Regions from separate parts of the Danio rerio genome. Here region 2 is linked to region 1. The links are chromatin contacts, called in public HiChIP or PLAC-seq maps. All regions are on one chromosome and are shown on one strand. Each heading gives the region's core, a stretch centred on a gene start, on an enhancer-like site or on the middle of the called end of the contact. The rest is flanking DNA. Distances are from core to core; before and after follow the strand shown. Region 1 holds the start of kat5b (K(lysine) acetyltransferase 5b). Region 2 holds the start of stip1 (stress-induced phosphoprotein 1).

Region 1 (6,279 bases), core at 2,646-5,145:
CCTCAGGCTGCTGATGTTTATCCCTCACATGCCCCCATTCTGAATGTAACCCCAAACCATGATTTTTCCCCTCACCAAGCTTGACTGATTTCTATGAAAGTCATGGGTCCATGCAGGGTCCAGTAGGTCTTCTGCAGTATTTGTGATGATTGGGATGCAGCTCAACAGATGATTCATCTGAAAAACCTACCATCTGCCACTTTCCCAAATGATCAACTAGCAACTGGGATCGATGTGAAGACTTTTGTCAGGTACTGTACTTTACGAAAAGTAAAAAAAAATAATTAAAAAAACCTGATTCTACAATATTTTCTGACACATGTCTTCTTTAAAATGAGACCAAGCTTAAATCGGTGCACTTAAGCATTGCCAATCATTTAGGCTGAAAATAGCATTCAATGTAAATAAAACAACGAGGCAAAAATTGCATCCCTCACACTTATTGGAAAGTCTTCAACTAAACTCAAGCCCATTGATTAAATAAAGCTTAACAGATTGAGTTTGATTAGTGTACAATGGGCGGGTTTGCCTGTACCGGTGTGGGGAGGGTTTTGCCTCTTGAAGGAGCTGAAGCAGACTGAACGTTGAGATCTAGACTCTTCCTCTGAATTTGAACAGAAAGGAAGAGAGGATGGTAAAGGAGAACATGGCATGTAAACAACTGTTTGTGGCACAATGTTGGGTGAGGGCGTTTCACACACACCATCATCAAAATCCTAACAGTGCAAGCAGAGGAACAAGAAATCATACCACTTCTCTTTCTGGGGAGCTGGGACGAGACCCCGGCAGGCCATTCTTTGTAGGGGTCTTTGCCTCCTTTTTGGGAAATTGGAGCTTCTTCAAGTCTAGCCGATCTGGAGTCACCCATTCATCCAGTCGCTTATTGACTTTACAAAACAGAAATGCAATAAAATGCTGATTAAAACACGTGTTCAATAAATAGATTGTATTCATACGAGAGTAAATGATGAGTAGAAGCAGACGGTTAATACTTACAGTCAATATAGTGGACATAGTAGAGTTTTCTGCCAGGAATGTCTTTGACACTAAGAATTTCAGCCAATGCTTTGAATAAATAAAAAAAATAAATAAATAAATGAACACATCATAGTTTAAATTGATGAAGGTTAGGGGTGTACCAGATCGCGATTGATTAGTGTGTCATACAGATCACAACCCACATATGGAACACACATGACCCGCAGATTAATACTTTTTTTTTTTACTAATTTTTTAACAATCACAGAGAGATCACCTCTCACGTCATTCAAATCTCATTTATGAAAGCATTTAGGCTTTTCTGTAAAATATAATGATGAGGGAAGAAGTTGTGGTATGTTATTCGGGATGTGGCGGGTTTCTTGGGTCATTAAAGATGTTTTCTGTCACTTAATTATTTGTAGCCTTCCGTTTCAACTACCTGACCTGCATTAGCCATAACCAAATCATAAATAAAGTTACACACAAGTTAACTCCTGTCAATCACTTTTTTCACTGTATAGTGGCGTCGACAAACTTGGTTGGAAAGAAGGTGCACAACCAACAGGAACCATCTAAGAGTATCTGAGGTTTTCGCTAAAATTACAAAGTACAAGCGTGAAAGGTAAAGACACGTTACCTGATAGATTTAAAAGACAGAAAAGTCATTAGATAGAGACAAGATTAATTAAATATCACGTTTAACAACTATAGTGAGACGTGATCCAGCGGTACATTCTTGATAAACGATCCGACGCGCACTGCTCTCAGGAATTATGTATGTAATAATGTACCCTGCAGTACATGCCCGTGTGTGTTTTTGTGTGTGTGTGGTCACATGATGTGCATTTTCAGCAGTATAGTATAGAAGGTGGGCTTTTCAGATACGCTAGGTGAAACGACAGTGTGGATGTGGATCATTTTTGTTCTAAAACGCCATTTTAAAAGTAAGATATATTAGTGTAATTAGGGCCTAATTGTTTATTTTTCCGCACGCAGGTTGCTGCTGCAATGGGGGCTGGTTTGCGATGCCAGCTCAGCATTGTGATATCTAACGGCCATCGGCAAAGGGGAATGGCACTGTCAATTGGCCCAACCTTATAATCAAAAGGAGCTGAAATCCACAAAAAAAAAAAAAAAAACATAGATTACTAGTAACAATAGAATAGTTACTAGTCACTATTAAAAAAGTACTAATATCTAATAAATAAGAACTAGTATCTATTTAATAAGTACTAATATCTAAGGAATGAGTACTCATGATTTCCGCTACATACATTCTTCCATGGTGGGGCGTCACACCAAAATTCATCCCACCACGGCTGCATTACAGCATCTTGTTCAAGACATTCAGTCGTTTTTTTATTATTAGCAGGTTATAATCACACCAAATTGTATTAAAAGGTAAGTGAATTATAACAGCGTGAACTTTTCTGTAATCATAGTAGTGCTATGCCTTATTTGTTTAACCCTTTAAAGTGACATACTGACTGACTGTCTGCCAGGTGCGTGATGTGGCAGGCCAGCAAACATGACGTAGTTTTCAGTTAAGATGAACACAGTTTCCATAATTATGCTTTATAGATAAAGGTCTACGGCTCTGCATTAAATGACTTCATCTTTCTGGAGTTTATAGCCGTTTCACTTTACTTCAGGACACATTAATGCCAATCTGTAGGTCTATTGGAGACATTCATAAATATTCCTAGCAAGCAAATCTAATAAATGTTGGAGACATACTTGTTACAGAAACGCACTAAATCGCACTTTAGCAGCATTTATTTGAGCGCGCTCAAGAAAATCTGCACTTGGGTAGCATAAATTTGAGGGTGTGCAAGAAGTTTTGTTCATGAACAGGAAATTGGCATGCAAGCAAAGAGATTTGCATGCTCGTATTACATAAATGCGATCTCGACTTGTAATACTGCGCTCACAACATTTGACATTGAAATAACGGCACAAGAAGTTGGTAAATCTGTGTAAAACGCCCAACGGAGTCTGCCGCCACAACTGAAAAAAATACTAGAGGAAACATTGAGTACTAGTATCCAATACATAACTACTAGTATCTATTTAATAGGTACTAGTATCTGATAAAAAAAAGCATTAGTGTCTAATGAGTAAGCACTAGCATATTAAAAAAACACAAGTATCTAAAGAATAAGCACTAATACTTAATGGAACAGATACTAGGATGTAAAACATAAATACTAGTAACATGAAAAATATATATTAGTACGGGTTATAAATTAAATGTCAAAACGGCTTGCCATACCTATGTTAGCTTGGATATCACGTAAAACAAGCTACAATCACAGGCTGGTTTTCCATAGATTTATGATTAGGAACGTAATAAGTAGTAGGCTAGTTAAAATAAGTTAGCAGTTATGCCAAAGCGTTGTGTTTTTCCAGGACATTTTGTTACACCGTTGTATGATTTACATTAATCATCATTTAGAGCTAGAGTATAAACAGTAGCATCACCTAAAGGCACCGGAGTATCACACGGTGCGTTTTATATACCAACTTAATAACTAAAATTAAAAAAATTACCAACACATCCCTTAACTAAATGAAAAAGCAAAATGAGTTTCATTTATAGCCGACACATTAAGGTACCCGTGAGCGCACCGGGGTCTTTTGTTTACATTCGCTACGGAGCTCTCAGCTTGACACTTACGCCACTCGTCTTCATTTTCTTGGTTTTTTCGCAGCACCGGAAGACGGCAGCCTTCAACAATTTCCACCTGCAAAAACAAAATGCTTTTAGAAATGACAGGGACTGATGACAACAGACTAAATGTGTTTTAAACAACATTTAAACAGCAGACAAGACTGTGCGCCGCTTACCGTTGGCTCCGCCATGTTGGTCACAGCATCTCCAAGGCAAGCAGCACACGGAATTGTGGGTAAAACGGTTGTATTGCTCTGGGGGGCGCTGGCTGCACTTTTTTACCACAGCTCTACTTCTTTTGTTTCTTCTTCTTTTTTCCTTCAACGTTTTGATAAACCTTATTTGGTATTTTCCACCATCTACTGGAATGGAGTGTTATGATGCAAAGAAAACAACCGCCCATTCAAACAAAAATCCAGTTTATTAAAGGAATAGTTCACCCTAAAATGAAATGTACTCAGTTTACTCTCCCCCAGGTAGTTCCAAACCTTGATGAGTATCTTTATTCTGTTGAAAACTAAATAATATATTTGAAACTACTGACATTATCTATCTATCTATCTATCTATCTATCTATCTATCTATCTATCTATCTATCTATCTATCTATCTATCTATCTATCTGTCTGTCTGTCTGTCTGTCTGTCTGTCTGTCTGTCTGTCTGTCTACTAATAATCTGTAAGAGGTGTACTCAACTGCTGTATAGGCCTATTTATTTGACAACAGTCTATCCATCCGTCCATCCATCTAGCTCTTCAGGGCACTGGCTGCACTGTTTCCCAAAGCTTTACTGGTATCCCCTTCTTCTTTTTCCTCTGCGATTTAATGAACCCACTCTTGCATTTTCCACCACCTACTGGAATGGAGTGTGGATCACTGACGCTAAAGCAAAGAAAACCCCCCATTCAAGCAAAAATCCAGTTTATTAAATGGATAGTTCATCCTAAAACGAAAATGTACTCACTATTACCCTCAGGTGGTTCCAGACCTTTATGAGTATCTTTATTTTGTTGAACACTAAAGATATTTGAAACTATTGACACTGCAGGAAAAACAAATGCCACGAAAGTTATCAGGGTTTCCAGCTTTCTTCTAAATAGCTTCTTCAAGTTAAACAAGGTTGGAAATAAGGGGCGAGTAAATACTTACAGAAATCAGTTTTGAATGAATTATACCTTCAATATACCAATATAATGTAAAGTTTAAATTTTGATACAGGTGGATTGGTGCAGCGGCAGCAGTAATGCGGTTGATGTACCGGTTTACCGGTTAATCTACGTACCTACTCTCACCTATGGTCACAAGCTTTGGGTCATGACCGAAAGGACAAGATCTCGGATAGATGCAGCCGAAATGAGCTTCTTTTTCAGGGTGGCAGGGCACACCCTTATAGATAGGGTGAAGAGCTCTGTCACCCGGGAGGAGCTTGGAGTAGAGCTGCTGCTCCTCCACATTAGAATAAGTCAGCTGAGGTGGCTGGAGCATCTGTTTCAGATGCCTCCTGGACGCCTACCTAGGAAGGTGTTCCAGGCATGTCCCACCAGGAGGAGGCCTCATGGAAGAGCCAGGGCACACTGGAGGGACAATGTCTCTAGGCTTGCCAGGGAATGCCTCGGGATCCCCCCGGAGTAGCTGGAGGAAGCGTCTAGGGCAGGGGTCGGCAACCCAAAATGTTGAAAGAGCCATATTGGACCAAAAATAACAAAAAACAAATATGTCTGGAGCCACAAAAAATGTAAAGCCTTATAAAAGCCTTATAATGAAGGAAACACATGCTGTAAGTATGTATATTAGCTATATTAGCCTACTATCAAAATGACTAAATTGGCTACAAATACATAATGAGCCTTCATGATTAAATAGCCACTGAAATCAGGTGGTTGGTGTTTATTTTGTTGTCATTAAAACACTTCAGCACAGCCTCTTGTCTTTTAGTGTTATTAATTTGATCATTTCTTCTTGCGGCCCATCAGAGTTCACATACCTGCATAAAAGCGAGTTGAATATCGGTCACATCACAGGCAATTGAGTATGCTGGCACTGAATTAATGTCCTTGGTTTGCTGATCGGTGATGTTACCTACCATTTTAATAGCCCTTTCCTTCACTTTCTTAGTGGAGAAAGGTATATCTTTATTTTTTTTGTATTATCTTGGTTTTGTTTTTAAAGTTTGCAAATAGGTGTTCTAATATGTCATAGCATCTTTGAACGATTTTCCATGCTTTATAATCTCCTGGTTTGTTTACAACAGCCACTTGCCTGGCATCCCACCCTGCTGATAGAAACGTGTGTCGCAGGCTATGACGCAAATCTTCGTTGACAGAAATGTTGAAATTAAATATTAATTCTACACACTTTGACAGCATTTGGAAACGTTAAAAATGTTTGTCCTCCTATAGAAATCATATTAAAAATATATATATATTAACCTCCCCCATCTTTTTGCATTTTCAAACATTTTTGAAAAAGCTCCAGGGAGCCACAAGGGCAGCGCTAAAGAGCTGCATGCGGCTCTAGAGCCGCGGGTTGCTGACCCCTGGTCTAGGGAGAGGGAAGTCGAGGGTTCTCTCCTAAGACCTGCCTCCGCGACCCGGCCCTGGAAAAGTGGTCGAAAATGAATGAATGAA
Region 2 (6,279 bases), core at 2,674-5,173, 160 kb after region 1:
AAAACAATGACTTTTTTTACCTGCTAACCGTGCTTCCATGTTTTGAAGTCCCTCCTTGAGCTGCTGATTGGACGGCTCCTGACGTAACCCCTCCTGATAGGTTGCTTTGGCATCTTCTAGTCGCCCAAGAAACTCTAAAGCAGCAGCTTTTCTTGAGTAACCCTTAAAGGAATAATGAAGATTATGGCTCAGGAAACAAAGATAGCTGTTTTGTCTATTCTTGCAATATATATATATATATAAGGAAATAGCAGATTAGCACTGGGGGACTTGAACATTAAAAAGAGTAAGAAGGGGCTCCTATAAGACTTTTAATGCAGACCCGGAGAGTGAATAAACAAAATTCAAGAACTCATGCTTTTTTTGGTTGTTGTTTGTTTACTTTATGAATCACAATAATGTTTTGTTATTTTGAATACACACAGAAGTCTTACTGCTGTTATCCCAAAATACAAATCAACCCCAGTTAAAGTGTCACATAAACAGATGCTATAAATCCAGAAATTTCTAAATGTGTCAGGCATAGTTGATATCTGCTATCATTCACCATCTGATGTGATACGTTGTATTAACTCTAATCTGTAGGCTAGAACTTTAATCTTCATTTGGAACCCCTTCTTTCATTCCGATTATGTCCTTCAAATTTATTTGATTTTCCTGTCTGGATTCAACACATATTTTCCAGAAAATATTAATTTTCCCATAGTCCTTGTCCTTACATTTTCTTGTTTACAATTTTTTTTTCTTTTTTTAATAATAGCTAGTAAGCTCCATTTAAAAAAAAGAAATTGACAATGGAAGGGCATAAGTCTTTGCCAAGTGTCAATTTGACCACATTTTGGAAATCAGCTGACTGTAACAGAGGAGATATCAGGAAAAGAGAGACAATAGCAGCAATTACAAACCCCACCTTGCCCCAGTCTGGCTTGATCTTTATAGTTTGGCAGGCATCTTTCAGGGCATTGTCGTAATCACCCTTCTTGGCATAAGCTGCAGATCGGTTACTGAAGAGGACATGATTGGAGGGGTCTAAGGTCAGAGCCTCTGTGTAGCACCGAATCGCCTCTTCAAGGTTTCCTGCGCTCAGCGCCTTGTTTCCTTGATCCTTCAGTTGCGATACCTATGGAGAAAGAGAGATTCAAAAACACACACATTTCATTTTTGTCAAGAGAAAACTGGAAGTTGCTGAGACTAGGCCAATAATCAACTTGTGGACTTAAAACACAAACAGTGCATCCGGAAAGTATTCATAGCGCTTCACTTTTTCCACATTATTTATGTTATAGTCTTATTCGAAAATGGACTAAATTCATTTATTTTCTTATAATTCTACACAAAATAGCCTATAACAACAATGTGAAAAAAAAGCTTTTGGAAAATGTTGCAAAATTATTAAAAATAAAAAAACCTGAAAAAAAAAAATCACATGTACACAAGTATTCACAGCCTTTACTGTCAAGCTCTAAAATCCACTGATCATTCTTGATGTTTAGGCAGTGGTCAATTCAGTTTATTGGACATGATTTGAAAAGGCATACACCCGTCTATACAAGGTCCCAGTGTTGACAGTGCATGTCAAAGCACAAACCAAGCATGAAGACAAAGGTATTGTCTGTCCGAGACAGGATTGCCGAGGCACAAGGCTGGGGAAGGTTACAGAAAAATTTCTGCTGCTCTGCAAGTTCCAATGAGCACAGCGGGCTATATCATCTGTAAGTGGAAGATGTTTAGAACCACCAGGACTAGAGCTGGCCGGCCATTTAAGCTAAGTGATCAGAGGAGAAGAAGAGGTGATCGATAACCGGATGGTCACTCAGTCTGAGCTCCAGCATTTTTTTTTTGTGGAGAGAGGAGAACCCTACAGAAGGACAACTATCTGTGCAGCACTTTAATGTAATATAGTTTGGTATATTATTTACCTTCAGCTAGGCATGGGCCGATATAAGATTCTGGCAGTATAATAACCTTGGATAAAAATATCACCTTTTCACGATATTTTGATTACTGCTCTAAAATATATTCTTTTTAAATGTCTGGATAAAAAAAGGAAAAACTTTTTTCTCTTTTGAACACTATATATTCTATTTTGAGAATCTTTTAAAATATTTTGGAACAGTAAACGTGTCAGGCTTAACAAATCATTGACTTCTGCTGTCTTCATTTGTTTCAAAAACAGATTTTTTTTTACAATTTAAAATTTCGGCTGGAGATACTGCACTCAGACATATAGCTACACGAGCTGTCACTGGGGTGGTACCTTTGGTACCTCAAAAGTTTATTTATTTATTTATTTATATATTTATTTATATATATATATATATATATATATATATATATATATATATATATATATATATATAAATAAAAGTACCTAAATATTTTAAGAGGAACACTTTTGTACTTTTAAGGTACTAATATGTACCCTTGAAGTATTAATATGAACCTTTTAGGTACTAATTAAAAAAGGTACTACACCAGTGACAGCTCGCATACCTTTTTTCTTAGAATGTGTCGTCCTAAAAAAAAACAAAAAATAATTAAGTAAAAAAATCTTACACATAACTTATGAACGGTATTGAAGAACATGTTGACGGTTTTAAAACCTTAGCTTTTACAAACATGGTATACCTTGAAAATGGTAATCGTCCCATGCATACCTTCGGCCCACAGCTCTTAATGATATTTGGTTTTTGGCCCTTCATACGAAAAAGTTTGGGCACCTCTGCTCTAGAGACTTCATTTTTTAAAATCTTGTAAAAAGGGCCGTAATAAGTGCTCTTTAACTACTAGATCATTTATTTGTTTTTCCTTTTAGGTGATTAAGCTTTGTTTGACTGACAACTGGTGTTAAACAGGATTTCTTGAAAATAGTGAACTGCTGGAATAGAAAGCAGCATCTGCTGTGGAGACCAGAAATAATCGTCACTGACAGCTGATGTCCCATAGAGTCACAGCTTGCATTCAAACACATGCACTTTTAAGAAACACACATTACTGCTTATGAAATCAAAGCTCAATAGATGTTGTTAAATGACTTAATAACGATCCATGATAACTGTAAAATCACACTGAAAAGAAAAATGTGAAAACATACAGTATAAAGAGGACGTTTGCGTACTATCCTAAGCTATAAATGTACAATAAACCTTTTAATGCAGTTGCACATAATATTAACTGAATAGACCATTTCAATGTGGTCATGTCATTGGCCCATGAACATTTCCTGCTTGTTATCAAACTATTTCATAACTCTAACTAGAGATAATTCAATCATAACTTCATGTTAAAACAGATATCATAACATAATTTATCAGTATGTGGCTCTTTTTTGGATACTCAAAAGCTATAGTAATTAAAACATGCAAAACAGGAAATACGTCGGAACCATTGTTTTCGTTTACATCCCTCAAAATGGTCTAAAGAAAAAAGATAACAAATGCATCAGCTTAGTTTTGAACAGCAAGACTGGCTTGAATGAAATGATGTTCAGCCATTCACACACACACACAGAAGTCTCTAGACCTGACATGAGCTTATGCTAACTTGCTAACTGATGGGAGGTGACCGAGCAGTCGTATAAACACTTAATTCACAAACATCAACATCTGTACAAATAATGCTCACCATCTTCAAGATAACTGTTGCAGAAGAATCGTTCGCACAGATTGCAGGTTAAAGCACAGCGTGTCAGACTCAAATGCTAACGCGTTGTTAGCAAACTAGCTCTTACTATCATTGATACGGTTTAAAACGAGCTACAATGCGTCTGCCTATAAAACGAGCAAATATGAAACACTCTTTGAATAGGTTTCATAGGTAATGCACGAAAACTATTTTTCAGAATGTTTAAAATAAGCTGTTCAATACAAGTTACTTACTTTCTCCATAGCGTGGGGATGATGTTCCAGAATCTACCAAGACACTAGCGAAGCCCCGCCTCTCTGCCTATTATCAATGTTGCAGAGAGATGGGTTGCCAGTTGTTGAATTATTACCTCATGAAAAGTAAAGTTTTTGACTAGTGAAGTTTGACGTTCTGAAATAATTTAAACAGATTAACATTCTTACAAACACGTCCTTACCCTGTTTATAATTAAACTAAGTAATTAATCACTAATACAATATAATATCTTTAATAATGAATCAAACTGTGAATCAAAGTCTCCAGAAAATTCTAGAAAATGAAATTTTGAATCGATGCGTTGCGCATGGCAACCCGGCTAAAAGTGACATACGAGTGGAAGGACTGAAAAGTGTTACGTTACATTTGTCAACAGAAGAAGCAGCGCTCTCGTCACTGATTGGATCAGCCGTTTATTATTGGTGAAACGAGAGCTAAAGTTGTTGAGAAAAGTAATGCTGAATGTTCCAGAGCTTTGCAAGAATTCTTAGCGCTACAAACTTTCCAGGACCTGTAAAGAGAGCTTATATTTTGTCACGTTATGATAGGAAAATTATTTATGATATTATTAAAAAAATCCTTTCATATCCTGTTAATCCTAAATGTAAAGAAGTGCACTTTAAAATTATGAATCACATTTATCCTGCAAAAGAATTTCTACGGTTAAAATTTAATATTGGTGACTCAAATTTACGCCAGTTTTGTAATGTAGATACAGAAACAACAGAATGTTTTTCCAATGTGATGAGGTTAAAAGATTTTGGGATGAAGTTTTAGTTTGGATAAAACAGAAAATATCTATGAGATTGTCTTCTCATGGGAAATTATTAAAGTTGGCCTAATACTTAAGTATAAAGAGATATCTTATATAATAAATAATTTGATGTTATTATTAAAATTCCATATTCATACATGCATTTTTTTATTCCCCCAAGACTAGTGGTGTTTAAAGAAGAATTTGTTATGTATTTAAAGACATTAAGAGAGATGAAAAGCCAAAAAGCAAGATATTTATATTCATCATTGGATGATTTTGGTTTCATATTTTAAGAACTTTAACTCCCCTGCTACTTAATTTTCTTTAGCATTTTTTTGTTTGTTAATTTTTGTTATTTTATTTATTTATATATGTCGTATCATTAAAGAGGATGGAAAGATTGTGAATGTATGCAATTTGATTGTTATCTCAGTCTTTTATGTAACTCTAAAAAGTATTAATGCCTTTCTGTTACTGTTCAAGCATTGTTAATAAAAAAAATAAAATTAAAATTCTGTGCGCTGCTAAATGACAGGTTATTTTTCCAATAACCTGATTTACAAGCAGTTTTATAAAGGAAAAACATTTTTTAAAGTTTGTAAATGTTTGACGTTTACATACACCATTTCTTTCCAATATTTTCTGTATGTATTCCTGTAAAATCACGAGAGTTTGCCAGTGATGGACAATTTCCAGTGGAGCTATTGCAATTTAAAAAAAAAAAACTCTCTTGATTCTGTACTCCTGTTCACTTCTTTGATTAATGCTTGTGAAACAGTGATAGGAAAAAATTGTTTCATGCTTTCTCTCAGAAATAGATTCGGCATCTTTATTCCTCATGTCAAATTTGACTGGAATAATTTATTTCATGATATTCTTAAGGAGATTGTGTGGTCTTTACCCAAAAAATTTTAATCAAAAATAAGGTTAAAAAGGTTTCCTTCCTCTCCCGCAGTCTCATTTCTTTCGCTATCTGCGAATTAGGAACTATGTAAAGGAAAACAATTTATAAATAAACCAGAAAGTCATATTATTCAGAATCTTCTATCCTAGACATCTGATATCAAGCTTTGTTTGTGTTTTTGAAGCTTCAATATGCACTATGCGCAGGCCTTTGATAATGTCTGTGCGGGCCCCCGAAATTTATGGGCCCTTAGAATCGTCCTCACTCCCCCCTTCCCACATTACATGTTTAGTATTATTATTAATAATAATAATAACGACAGTAATAATAATATCTGGCTTCAAGGACTGTTTTAAAATTGTAAAACTTAAAAAATTATGACTATCTGGTGTTCAGGATAATAACAATACTACTACTACTACTACTACTACTAATAATAATAATAATAATTATTATTATTATTATTATTATAAGTATTATTATTATTATCATTATCATTATTATTATCAGCATTATTGTTATTATTAAAACAACAACAATAAAAATACTAGTAATTGTTATTATTATTATTATTACCAATTATGAATGTACATCTAATGCTCATCTAAATACCTGTTTATGGAAAAAATGTTCCCCAGATGGCCTGTACACGTGGCCGGTATGACTGAGATTTGTCTGGACAGACTAAGCGTGGCATATTGTGTTGCCCAATCCAAAA

What was found. HiChIP or PLAC-seq counts read pairs in DNA pulled down with a chosen protein or histone mark.
Region 2: a contact with region 1 is called in an H3K4me3 HiChIP or PLAC-seq map of embryo, with 4 times the contacts expected there. The contact joins the promoter of stip1 here to the promoter of kat5b in region 1. A contact is called at or near these places in 2 of 18 Hi-C or Micro-C datasets (caudal fin and hematopoietic stem cells) and 1 of 4 datasets of contacts at active chromatin or transcription factors (embryo).

The regions. Positions count from the first base shown.
Region 1 is chr5:72,660,732-72,667,010 of GRCz12tu, forward strand. kat5b (K(lysine) acetyltransferase 5b) reads right to left here and starts at 3,896. Exons shown (of 15, transcript NM_001013309.3): 1 at 3,829-3,896; 2 at 3,659-3,725; 3 at 997-1,065; 4 at 751-887; 5 at 536-604. The coding sequence starts at 3,843.
Region 2 is chr5:72,820,519-72,826,797 of GRCz12tu, forward strand. It overlaps stip1 (stress-induced phosphoprotein 1), which reads right to left and starts at 3,924. Exons shown (of 14, transcript NM_001007766.2): 1 at 3,879-3,924; 2 at 911-1,120; 3 at 21-162. The coding sequence starts at 3,887.